Regions from separate parts of the Gossypium hirsutum genome. Here region 1 is linked to region 2. The links are chromatin contacts, called in public Hi-C maps. All regions are on one chromosome and are shown on one strand. The core of a region is the stretch at or near the end of the contact, and the rest is flanking DNA. Distances in the headings are between cores, read along the strand shown. Region 1 has its middle 11 kb from the start of LOC107900644. Region 2 has its middle 18 kb from the start of LOC121218529.

Region 1 (5,963 bases), core at 2,347-4,846, 200 kb after region 2:
GTTTTGTTCTTTTATTTTTATTTTTATTTTTTTTGAAATAAATATAAAAATAAAAAAAGGAGAGGCCTTTTTTTACCTTTTTTGCCGTCGTCGGAGTGTGGGAGACCAATGATCTACATCGGAGGAAAAAAAGAAATTTTTTTGGACTCCCCGCCGCCGTGCACAGCGGTGCCGGCAATCGGCGGCCGACGCAACGGTCGTTGGCCGGATTTCGGGCCGATGTGCGGAGAGGGGGAGAGGAGTTGGGAGTGTTTTTTTGAGATTTTTTTAAAAAGAAGGGAAAAAATAAATTTTTTTGAAAAAATTTGGTTTAAATAGGGAAGCAAAACGACGTCATTTTACTTTGCCCTTTAAAACGCCAAAATGGCGTTGTTTTGAGCTACTTGATCCAGCCGATCCGACCCGCCTGGAGGATCTGCGTGTTTTCGACGGAAGGGCTAATTGCACTTTTAGCCCTTCCGCTTTTTTAATGTTTTTCAATCAAGGGTTTTTTTATTTTTCAATTTTACCCTGTGCTTTTTTATGAATTCAGTTTGGCCCACACTTGAACGACGACGTTTTGGAGGGTGGGGATTATTGCCCATTTGGTCCCTCCTTGTCATTTGCGCTTCCTATTGGGTCCTCTCTTTTATTTATTTTCAGATTTGACCCCGAATTTTGTTTTAAAATTCAATTTAGCCCTTTTGTTTTTGTTATTTTGGTTATTTTATTATTAAAACTAATAAATTATTATTGTTATTATTATTATTAATATTATTTTTATTATCATCATATTTTTGTTTATACTTACTATGTAAATTTTAAATATATGTATCTTATTATATTATTATTATATAATTGCTTCTATATATATAGACACACATATATACATATTTAATATTTACATACATATACACGCTTATATTTTTTTTATATATTTTATAATTTATATACATGTATGTATTTATATGCGCATTTTAAATTTATATATATATACTTATACATACTCTTTATATTTTAAAATCTATATTTTTCTTATTTATTTTCTATAGTTTATAATTCATGTGTACATATATTTTTATATATTTTCTAATGCATACATGCACATAATATATATATCTACATACGTTTTTTAATTTTTATAAATATACATATATACCTACCTTTATTTTTTTTTCATATCTTTATATACATATATACATACATACTTACATATATTTTTATGTACATAAATTTTTTCATATTTTCATAATTTTATGCACACATACATATATATATATATATATATCTTTTTACATTTTTATAATTTTATTCATTTTATTTATTTATTTATTTTCGTTATTATTTTAAAAGAATGCTTTGACTTTATTTGCTTATATATTTGTTTTGTATGTTATGGATTTGTACTTTTTATTTATCTTATTTTTGTTGTTGTTGCTTGTGTTATCTTTACACCATCGTATTCATTATTGTTTTGCTATGTATATCAACAATGTCATTCGTTTTTGCATTCTTTTTATCACGACATCGTGTTTCATTTTACTCAGTATGTCAAAATTTATTCTAAATAAATGACATTTCGTATGTTTAGATTCGAGAAGGTTGTACCCTAACTTACTGGGTTTCGATTTTCACAATAAATCTAAATACACGGATCTTTTCAAACTCAAGTTTTAAATGATCTCGGGAATTAAGAAAAGATCGTGTCCTAACTTACTGGGCATGATCCCTTTTTAAATCCGAGATAGCTAAATATCTTTTAAATAAGTAAATTTTCGGCATTCATTCGCGCATCGAGAATTCAAGACTTGTGTCCTAACTTACTGGATATAATTCTCTTTCTCGATTAATGTAAAATATGCCATTTTCTCAAAAATTTTCAACATTTCAATAAAGGATCGTATTTTTAAAATTCTTCAAAATTTTCAATCTTCGACACTAAGACATTAATTAATCAACTAGGTACCAATTTTGGGCGCTACGAGGGTGCTAATCCTTCCTCATACGTAATTGACTCCCGAACTCGTTTTTTGAATTTCGTGGACCAAAATCGTTGTTTTAATAAAATCAAATTGTTTATTAAAATAACCACTTTTCGAGGTGGCCCGATCACACCTTATCAAAAAGGATTGGTGGCGACTCCATATTCGTTTTCATTTTTAAAATCCAAGTCGACCCCGTTTTGTCAAAAAAATAGTGTCAACATAGTCCATTATGAAGAGTCCATAATTCTATGTCTACACTTGTAGTACAAGGGATGTGGCAGTAGGATCCTACGATCCAGTTTCCGTGTTGGTCTTTTATAAAGGCTCAAGAGTTTAAAAAATCCTTAAACTTTTTTTTAAAAAACAACAAATCCCTCCTCTTTTTTTTTTTGCACTCAATTAAGCACTTGAACTTTCAAAATGTATAAATGCCCTCAAACTTCTTCAAAGAAACCAATTAAACCCCTATTTTTTTTTCACTCAATTGGGTACTTGAACTTTCAAAATGCATGAAAAAGATCCTTAAAATTTTTCAAAAAAGCAATTAAGCCTCTACTCTTATTAAAAATTAGAAAAAATAATTATAAAAATAATAAATTTTAGAAAATTTATTAAATTTTAATAAAAATATAAAATATAAAAAATTTATTAAAATATTTTTTATAAAATCATAAATAAATTTTAAATTTTTATAAAAATCATAAAAAATTAATGACCCTTATTTTTTTCAATTAAAGTCATCACGTGTCGCAATACAGTGTGACATGTGGTGAAAAATGATAAAAGAATTAAAATCAATAAAAGTTTTAGAAAATATTATAAAATGCTTCTTTGGTGCATAATTTTTATAATTTTTTTTCGAAATTTATATTTCTTTACATTTTGTATAATTTTCTTACTATTTTATAAACTTTTATATTTTTTTATGTTTCTATATATTTTATATATTTTTTTACGATTTTTATAAAATTTTACCATTTTTATATTTTTTACGATTTTTATATTTTTTTCTAATTTTTAATAAATTTTAATATTTAATTTTTTTATTAAAATTTATTAAAATTTATAGCTTTTATTGATTTTATTTTTTATAATTTTTTTTATAATTTTTAATAAAAATAGGGGCTTAATTGGTTTTTTTTTTAAGTTTGAAAGTCTTTTTGATACATTTTAAGAGTTCAAGTACCCAATTAAGTGCAAAAGAAAAGGAGCTTAATTACTTTTTTTAGAAAAAAAAAATTTGAGGGTTTTTTTTTTGCACCGTTAAAGCTTTCATAAATGCACTTGATCCATCTCTTCATGTGCCTATTGAAGATTCATCTGTATTCAGCTTCGACTATCCCTACTCTAGTAGCTGCCAATTAATTGGAGTAAATGATTGTAAAGGCTTCGCACAATTGCCTTCGTTATTAACTTGTTAAAGCTTGTATAAATTTAAAATATCCTAAATTAGATCAAATCTTGTCTATTTCCCCACAAGATTTAAAGTTAAGGGTCCAAACTCTTTTAACTCCTAAGACAGCAACCCACAAATTCATAGTTCACTAATTTAAGCACACCAACACCAATAAAAAAAAACCAAATTCATTGTCTTGTCTGGATCCAACTAGCCCAATTAGTGTTTCGAACTCACTGACTATGTCTAATGTATAGTCTCGCCCAAGTTATGTCTACTTCTCCACTTGAGCCCACACTCCTAGGTTAATAAATGGGAAACCCAATTTTAGGATGGAAATTTGTGTGGAAAATATGATTGTTTCTCCCTAAAGAAATTAAACTTTTTGCACCTACAATTCTTTAGTGAATTGCGAATATCAAGATGTGCTCGTGATTCTGATTGTGCTTCATTCAACTTGACAGACAATTAGTATCCTGCCAACTCTCCTCTTGACAACTTATAATGACACAATATAAGTTAAAAATAACTACAAATTCCATCTCTCATTCCTTAATCTTAATTTGATTAATATTTATAAATTTTGATAAACAGGGAAGTGATATTTTTAAAGAATCAGCATATTTTAGTTATTTGTAGACACCTGGCATCCATGCTTATCAATTATCATGTGTCTAGGGCAATGCTGTAGTCTACACTCCCTTAGTTTGGGGTAAAACTATGGATTGCATATTTGCATTTTAGAATAAGAATAGGGATATTTGATATCTAATCCTTCATCTTCTCTTCATTTTAGTAGCAGCAGAAACCTTTTTATATTCACTAATAACCCCACATCTTTATTTTAATCATTTCCCTATGGATACGGGAAACAAGTGATTTTCTTTTTATCAAATTATTATTCCTTTTTCTTTTTATGTGAAGCCTAGAGATATGAGAAAGGTTGTATATATTTGTTAATTGCCATCTCATAAAATCAACTTAAATTAACACCACATTAACCTTACTAATCATATTTAATGTGATTTGATATTTTGATGCATAATTGACTAACTTTTATGGATAAAATAAGGATTAAAATTGAATTATAAATTTTTAAGAGGTTAAAATATAATATTTTTTTGAAAAGATTAAACAATTTTTTTCATTTTTTAAAAGATGAAATTGTAATGTTATTATATATTAACTTAAAATTTTATCGATATTGAATTACAACTTTCTATATTAAGGGAGACTACCTACCCTCCATAGATTCACCTATAGATAAAACTACAAACCCTCGTTGATTGCCCCTACTTAATTCTAAATGTTAAATTCTAGTTTTCTACTTCATCCTAATAAACTTTAGGGTAAACTATATAAATAGTCACTCAATTATGCTCGCGTTCTTGTTTTGGTTATCCACTTTTAAATATTTTCAATTTAAGTACTAATATTTGCATTTGTTCCTATTTTGGTCACCAATCGTTACATTGAGAACGGAAAGTCTTTTTCTAATTGATATAATAACACATTTAGTCCTCAGTACTTACATATTCTATCAATTTGATCCTAATTCTAAATAATTTAATAAATTCAACCCTTCACATTTACAAATTCTATCAATTTGATCCTCAATCTTACAGACCATAGCTTTGAACTCTTAAAAGAAAGGCATTCCACATCTATAAATTTGTAAAACCCAAACAAGAAAAAAAAAACTTCTCTCAACTAACAAGTCATATTCCAAGCCAACTCCTGATATCAATGAGTTTATCTTAAAACTTTAATTAATTTCCCTTTTTTTATCATTTTTCTTCTAAATATAATATTTTATAACCCTTTGGTTGATAAAATTTTTGCTAAAGAAAATGGAAAAACCTAAAAAAAAAAAGAAAAAAAAAGAAAAGAGAAACACTTTAGATTTACTCTTGTTGTTAATAGTATGATATTTCCTTCAAGGCACATAGAAATAGTCCTCGAGGTTGGTTCTTAAATTTGGAAATTAAATCCAAAGTTAAAAAATATAGCTTTAAAAACTTCAATTGTTCAATCAATAATTATATGAGAAAAAAGTTATAAACTTTACATTTTTATAAGAAAAAAGTGTGAAAGAATTAAGAGATTATTACGTGTTCTATTTTTCTCTAATTTTTAAATTCACAATAAGCAATATGTATCACTAATAATTTGATTTAGTGTCAAATCATTTACAAATTAATTAAAAACTTAAGTTATGCTAGTCAGGTTGAAATTATAATTTACAAATATTAAATTATTTATGTAATTTTATTATATACTATATTTTTAGAATTTTTATTTTCTATTATTTTTAATGGCGTTTAGTTAATTTCTAACTCCAACTTCTTAAAAATATAAACAAAAAAAGTTATGTATCAAATTGGATAATTTCAACCATAAATAAAACAATTAATAGATGTGGAATGTCTCTGTTTTATAAGTTGAAAGCTTTGGTTAGGAAGTTTGAGGATCAAATTAATTGAATTTGCAATTTATTGAATAATTTAGAATTATGATCAAATTAATAGAATATGTAAGAATTGAGAACTAAATGTGTTATTATACTAATTAAAAAAAAGGCTTCCCGTTATCAATTTAACAAT
Region 2 (5,920 bases), core at 2,075-4,574:
ACCAAAACAAAATGAATCAACTTTTTAAGTAACACAAATTATCTATGTTTAACCGAGCTCCCATCACACCGACTCATCCTATGTCTGAGAGTTACCTAAGAGTCAAACAAATAGAGAATGAGCTTACAAGCTCAATATGTAACTTATAAAAATAACAACATATACGAGTTCAGACATATGTTCGGATTTCAAACAGACATATTTCACAAACAAAAACAGAATCAAAACACATCAAATATAGATTTTAAATCCTACCCCATCTACTACACATCATCTCTGACCATCCCTACACACCATATAGGGTATTAAACCCATCCAGCCCTACACACCACTAAGTGACTGTAGGTCACTTTTCAGAATATTTGTAGCCTAACTGCCAGATCATTAAGCAGTAATTCGCCAGAATCATATATATATTTGGCTAAGCCACCAAATACGTCAAATAGATTAAACCGCCCAGACTTCCTCCATAAACATATTTCCCACCCCAATGAACATGCAGAACTAACAGGTATCATAAATGTATATGATATACATGCTTTATATACCTAATTCAGACCATACTTAGCAAATAACATATTATACTTAACATAATATGGATCATACTTAACATAATACAGATCATTCTTAGCATATAACTTATTAATCATGTGTACATAAATCGTATTTAACATTAACAGAACATCAGATATCATGATTTATAGCCTAATTTGTATCATACGGACCCTACAGAAGGCCTACGTCTGACTTGTACGACGAATACGACCCTAGAACACATTTTAAAATTTGGGCCCATATGCCCGTACGGCCCACACAGTCTACTTGGCCAACCTATGTGGCCTACAGGGTCTTATACATGCCCGTGTGGCCGACACGACCTACTTGGCCAACCCGTATGGACTACACGTCACCCACGCCCATATGACCCACACGGCCCAATTGATCGAGACGATCTAGCACACGGTTTGTCATGCTGTTATGTGTTGCACACAGCTTGGCACACGACCGTGTGGCATAGATAGTCTATTTTTTGGCTTTCAACCATTCGCGAGTTTTCAGGTTTTCGTTACGCACCTAGTCATTTTCGATGTGGACCCAAGGACGAATACTTTAGTACCTAAAACGACCATTCATATGAATTAATTAACTTAATTTTACAAAACTTGAGTGCTAAATCATGACCCAACAATGTCAATCAAACTTCAATACAGAGAACTCAACCTCAAACAGCGATGAATACGGTCACTTACCCTCAAGAACAAGCAGCGACAACAACGAGAGGATAATCAATAAACTAAGACCCCATCGTAAATGAGCATAAAGAAAGGAAAGAAAGGAAAAGCTTAAAAGAAAAGATGAGCATGACTTGAGAGAAAACAGAAAAAAAAAAGAAAAAAAAAATGGCAGGAGTAGAGAGATGTGGGAGCAAAAATTTAGGGAGAAGTTAGGGGAAAATCTAATTAATTTTAAAACAACCCAAATCTAATCCTACTAACCACTAATCAAATTTCTGGTAACTAACGCATTATCCAAAGTTTGAAATTGATCCAAACTCATCCACCTAGGTGACCCAAGCAAAAATAACAAAAAAATATTATCAATTTTCGAACACATGACCATACGATAAACTAACACCTTACCACTAAACCAACAAGCTCATATGTCACAAGTTCAACGAAAATAATTTTAAGCCAAATAAACAAGGATAGAGTTAAGAGAAACAATAACTTAATTTTTCCAAAAAAAAAATTTTGAACCCATGACCTCAAGCACACATTTAAGGCCCTTATCCACTAAAGCACACACTTAATTATGATAGACTTTAACAAATTAGAAATTCAAATTTTCGAGGCGTTACAAGAAGTGTCTGTAGAAGTGGGTATTTCTGCAAAAATTATGACAAAAACAATGAAAACAAGAGACAGTAAAGTTGTTTATGCAGTTTAGTTTTCCTATATCTGTAAAGTCTAGCTCAATGAGATGAATCCACTATCTTTGAAGCAAATACAAGTGATCCTAGTTCTAACACAACTTAATGAAAAATCTTTACTTTTGTATCTCAAAGACTAGATCTCTCACCACTAAATTATTCCACTAAAAACTTAGGTTGTAAAACCAATCACAAATAGGTTTTACAATATATATATATGTGCTTTCACAAATACCAAAACCTTACTTAAATAGATAAGTGCTCTCAATCAATCACTTTCATAACCTATACAAGTCTCTCAATTATATAAAGTTTTCTAGACTTGAAAACATAATGAAAATCAATTACAATCCCTTCTAAACAGTAGTTATATTAGCTAAATATAATATAATACTCAATAACCAAAGTAAAATGGACCATTCGCAAATAAGTCTTCAAGTTTCGGTCCAGTCCAACTTCCTTCATCCAAAGGATTCGACATATACAATTCAATCCTTCAAATATGTTTCTTCACATGAATTAAACTTCATTGATCAGCTTGAATCATTCCACGATATCAGCACAACTCAAAAATCTGGTTCAATAAACTGTCAATATTCCAAATATTGCAAGTTATTATTTTGTCATAATGGTAAAGGAAGTGGGTACTTCCCTTAACACATTGCAACAACTTCAAATATTTTAACAAACACATTAAAATACAGAAATACCCATATGTATTAATATAAAAAATAAAACAATATGCTAATAACTTTTATATAAGGCGAAGCAAGAATAGTTTGGCAAGAGCATGGTTGTGTGTGGCTTGATTCAGTTTTTTCTTTTTCTAGGATTTTTTAAGTCATATGTGATAATACGGTTTGATTCAATTCTTGATATTTTCATATTATTTTGGGTTTGAATTTTTGGATTTTATTTGACAAAATGAGCTTTCTTTTATAGCTTTTGAACATTATTTGACAAAATTTTAATTTCTTTTCATAAATATTTTTAAAAAAACTAATTAATTAAGTAAAAAATAATCAATAACTTTTAAAAAAAGTATATATTATTTTTTAAATTATTTTAAATATAAAATATCTATTTTTACCTTATATAAAATTTAAATTAATTACAAATTAATAAAAAAATAAAATTCAATTGATTTTGTAATTTGTGAATGAAAATCATGTAAAACACCAAAATTGAGATCGATTTTTGGGATTTTCAAAAATAAATAAATAAAATTCTCTGCATTAGGCTAGAGTGTTGACAATAGTAAATCCAAAATGTTTCTGGGTTGTTAGTGGAGATCTATTGTTGGTTTGGGTGCCCATTAATTTTATGTGGCAAGTAGTTGAAAGGCTCGTTGCTTTTACATGTGCTGCCTTTACAAGGCGACTTGACAATAGATGTATGTGAGCATTTGGATCCTTGGGCCTTTATCCTATGTGAGAGGGATTTAACACCTTATATGGTGTTGACTGTTGAAGCATTTCATCGGTTTTAATAATTGGGGTTGGAATTGTTCATAATATGTTTGTAATTTGCAGCACTATCTGATGTTTTTATTAAGACTCTCTTCGTAGCATCTTGTGTTTGAAACAAGAATGAAGTGGTCTTTTTCCAACATTAAATTACAATGCAACACTTTCCCTCCCTTATAAATACGCCTCTAATTTTATCAAAATAATTAATTGTCTTTTCAACCCTCAAACTTGGTAAATTGTCACGTATACGACATGTTATCATTTAATTATTATTTTTAATTTTAAAATATATATTTTTAATAATTTTAAAATTTTAAATTTTAAAAAAAATTAATTAAATGATGACATGTCATCTATGTGGCAATCCACTTGCATGCCACGTTAAAAAAGTTCAAAATATTTTTCATCTATTTTAAAATGATTTAACAAAAAATATAAATTTAAGAGCTAGATGAAAATTTAAATAGAAAACTATAACGAGTTCTAAATATTTAATTGTTTAAGTCCACCAAGCACTGCCCAATCACGAAAAGAGAAGAAGGAAAAAAATTATTAAAACATAATAGTTTAACTCACAATCAATTCATTAATGGGAAAGTTAATAAATAAAATAGGAAATGAATACATGATTGAATAATTATTTACAAGGAAGATGTTTAGAATGAGATTTTTGGGCAGTGAATTCTTTGATATACCCTTGTAATAGTTTGAAATTAAAAATAAAATACGATTCACTCTAGTCTAAAAATGAATGTATTGAGATTGTATTACCAACCCCAATTCTCTCTTATCTTTATCTTTCAATTGCCTCATCTCTCTCGCCGATAATCTTATTTTCCCCGCTCCATTTATTATTGTTTACCATCATCCATGTAATTGTTTCTTACTTTTCCTTTTCAAGAGGCTCAACCTCTTCATTTTACCATCTTCTTCTTTCGTTCTTTCTCTCTCCGGAAAATTCAAGTCTCCATCATCCTTTACAGATATTCAAGAATGAATCTACAAAAGAAAAAGAGGGAGAAGCTCTATGTTATTTTCCGGGGGAAGAAACCTAGCATCTACCACTCATGGAAGGAGTGTGCATCGCTAGTTATTGGCTTTAAGGGGAACATGTACAAGTCATTCAAATATGAGAATGATGTAGTTAAAGCCTTGAAAAGGTTTGAAAACTCTAGTGTTATACTTCTTTCCTCATCTATGCAGAATTCCACATGTCAAGAACATGGTACTCGAGTTCTATGCTAATTTTTAGAAGACAATAACTGATAATGATGATGAGCACTATATAAAGGCCTATGTGCATGAGCATTACTTCTCCTTCAACCCCATTGACATCAATAATTCTTACCCCATAGAAGAGAAGATAATGATGATAATTTGTTCTAAACTATTAATCTTACTGCACAACTAACAACGTCAGGACCACATGACTTGAAGGTTAAGACTTCATGAATTCTAAATTGGAACCAAATGATGCCACCCTTCAAACAATTATAACCATGATCTGGTTTCCATCAAAACAAGGCATGTGTGCTAACAAATGTGTGGCTGCTCTATTGTATAAGGATGTATAAGCCTAGAACAAGAGGCATATGTTATTGCTTCCCTTGCATCCCAAATCATGTTACAAGAAAAGGACTTAATGCAGGAAAGAGAAGTCCTTTAACAAAAAATAAGATAGGAGTCAAGGAACTACTACTACTATGATTGCTTTATTGCTTATGGTATTTAGAGTTATGATGATTTTTTTGGTTGGTGAACTTTATTTGCCCTCTACTTAAGTATAGATATTAATGTTGTGATATTTAATACATGGATTGCTATGGTTTGAATACTATGTTTTTTTTTCTATTACTAATGATATTTTTATTATTGAATTAAAGATTAATTTTATAGTTTACTTATTAATGATTAATTTTGTAGTTTACTTTCATAACTAATTGGTTTAATTAGGGCGAGCAATAACTCTTTTATGGATAGGATCAGAAAATCAGTCAAGTAAGGACTCTATTTAAAGACTTTATATATGATTGTGGATGAAGAAATATAGTTGCTATAGATGTTAAATCCCTCAAAACCTCTTCTTATTTGATGCCATATAGGAGTATTACTAAATCACAATTCAAAAAGATCACGTTCACACTACTTGAAGTTTTTCAAGCTTATAATGCCTATTTAAAGATAACCTATTTACTTAATTACGTTGTCACACCCCAAAAGTGGGCCTAAAAGTTTTAAGGTAAATTAGGAATTTTGGCTTGGAATGGGTTTGGAAATTTTGAACTGTGGTAACCCGAAATTGTTTTCATCTATGGCTTTTTGAAAATTGAAACAATTTTTGAAAATAATGTTTAAAAGACCTTCAATTTTGAAATAAGGATTGATTAATAAAAGGGTCTAAATTATGAGTTCTTAAAAGGAAATTAAACCAAATATTAATTTTCACCCTATTTTCCCCTTCATCCTTATAAAACCCATGTTAGTCTCTTCTCCATATTTTTCTTTTGTCATCTAGTGCATT

Evidence for each region. Hi-C and Micro-C count contacts between places; a contact is called where the count stands out from the background.
Region 1: a contact with region 2 is called in a Hi-C map of hypocotyl, with 2.1 times the contacts expected there. The contact joins two enhancer-like sites. A contact is called at or near these places in 2 of 34 Hi-C or Micro-C datasets (hypocotyl and leaf).

The regions. Positions count from the first base shown.
Region 1 is chrD06:48,847,330-48,853,292 of Gossypium_hirsutum_v2.1, forward strand. No RefSeq gene overlaps it. Among protein-coding and RNA genes, the nearest start is that of LOC107900644, 11 kb to the left of the region's middle. Within about 2 kb of position 3,597, at least 3 of the 9 cell types and tissues checked have an H3K27ac peak or open chromatin away from gene starts, as enhancers often do. A contact at or near this core is called in hypocotyl, where this site is marked.
Region 2 is chrD06:48,651,422-48,657,341 of Gossypium_hirsutum_v2.1, forward strand. No RefSeq gene overlaps it. Among protein-coding and RNA genes, the nearest start is that of LOC121218529, 18 kb to the left of the region's middle. Within about 2 kb of position 3,325, at least 1 of the 9 cell types and tissues checked has an H3K27ac peak or open chromatin away from gene starts, as enhancers often do. A contact at or near this core is called in hypocotyl, where this site is marked.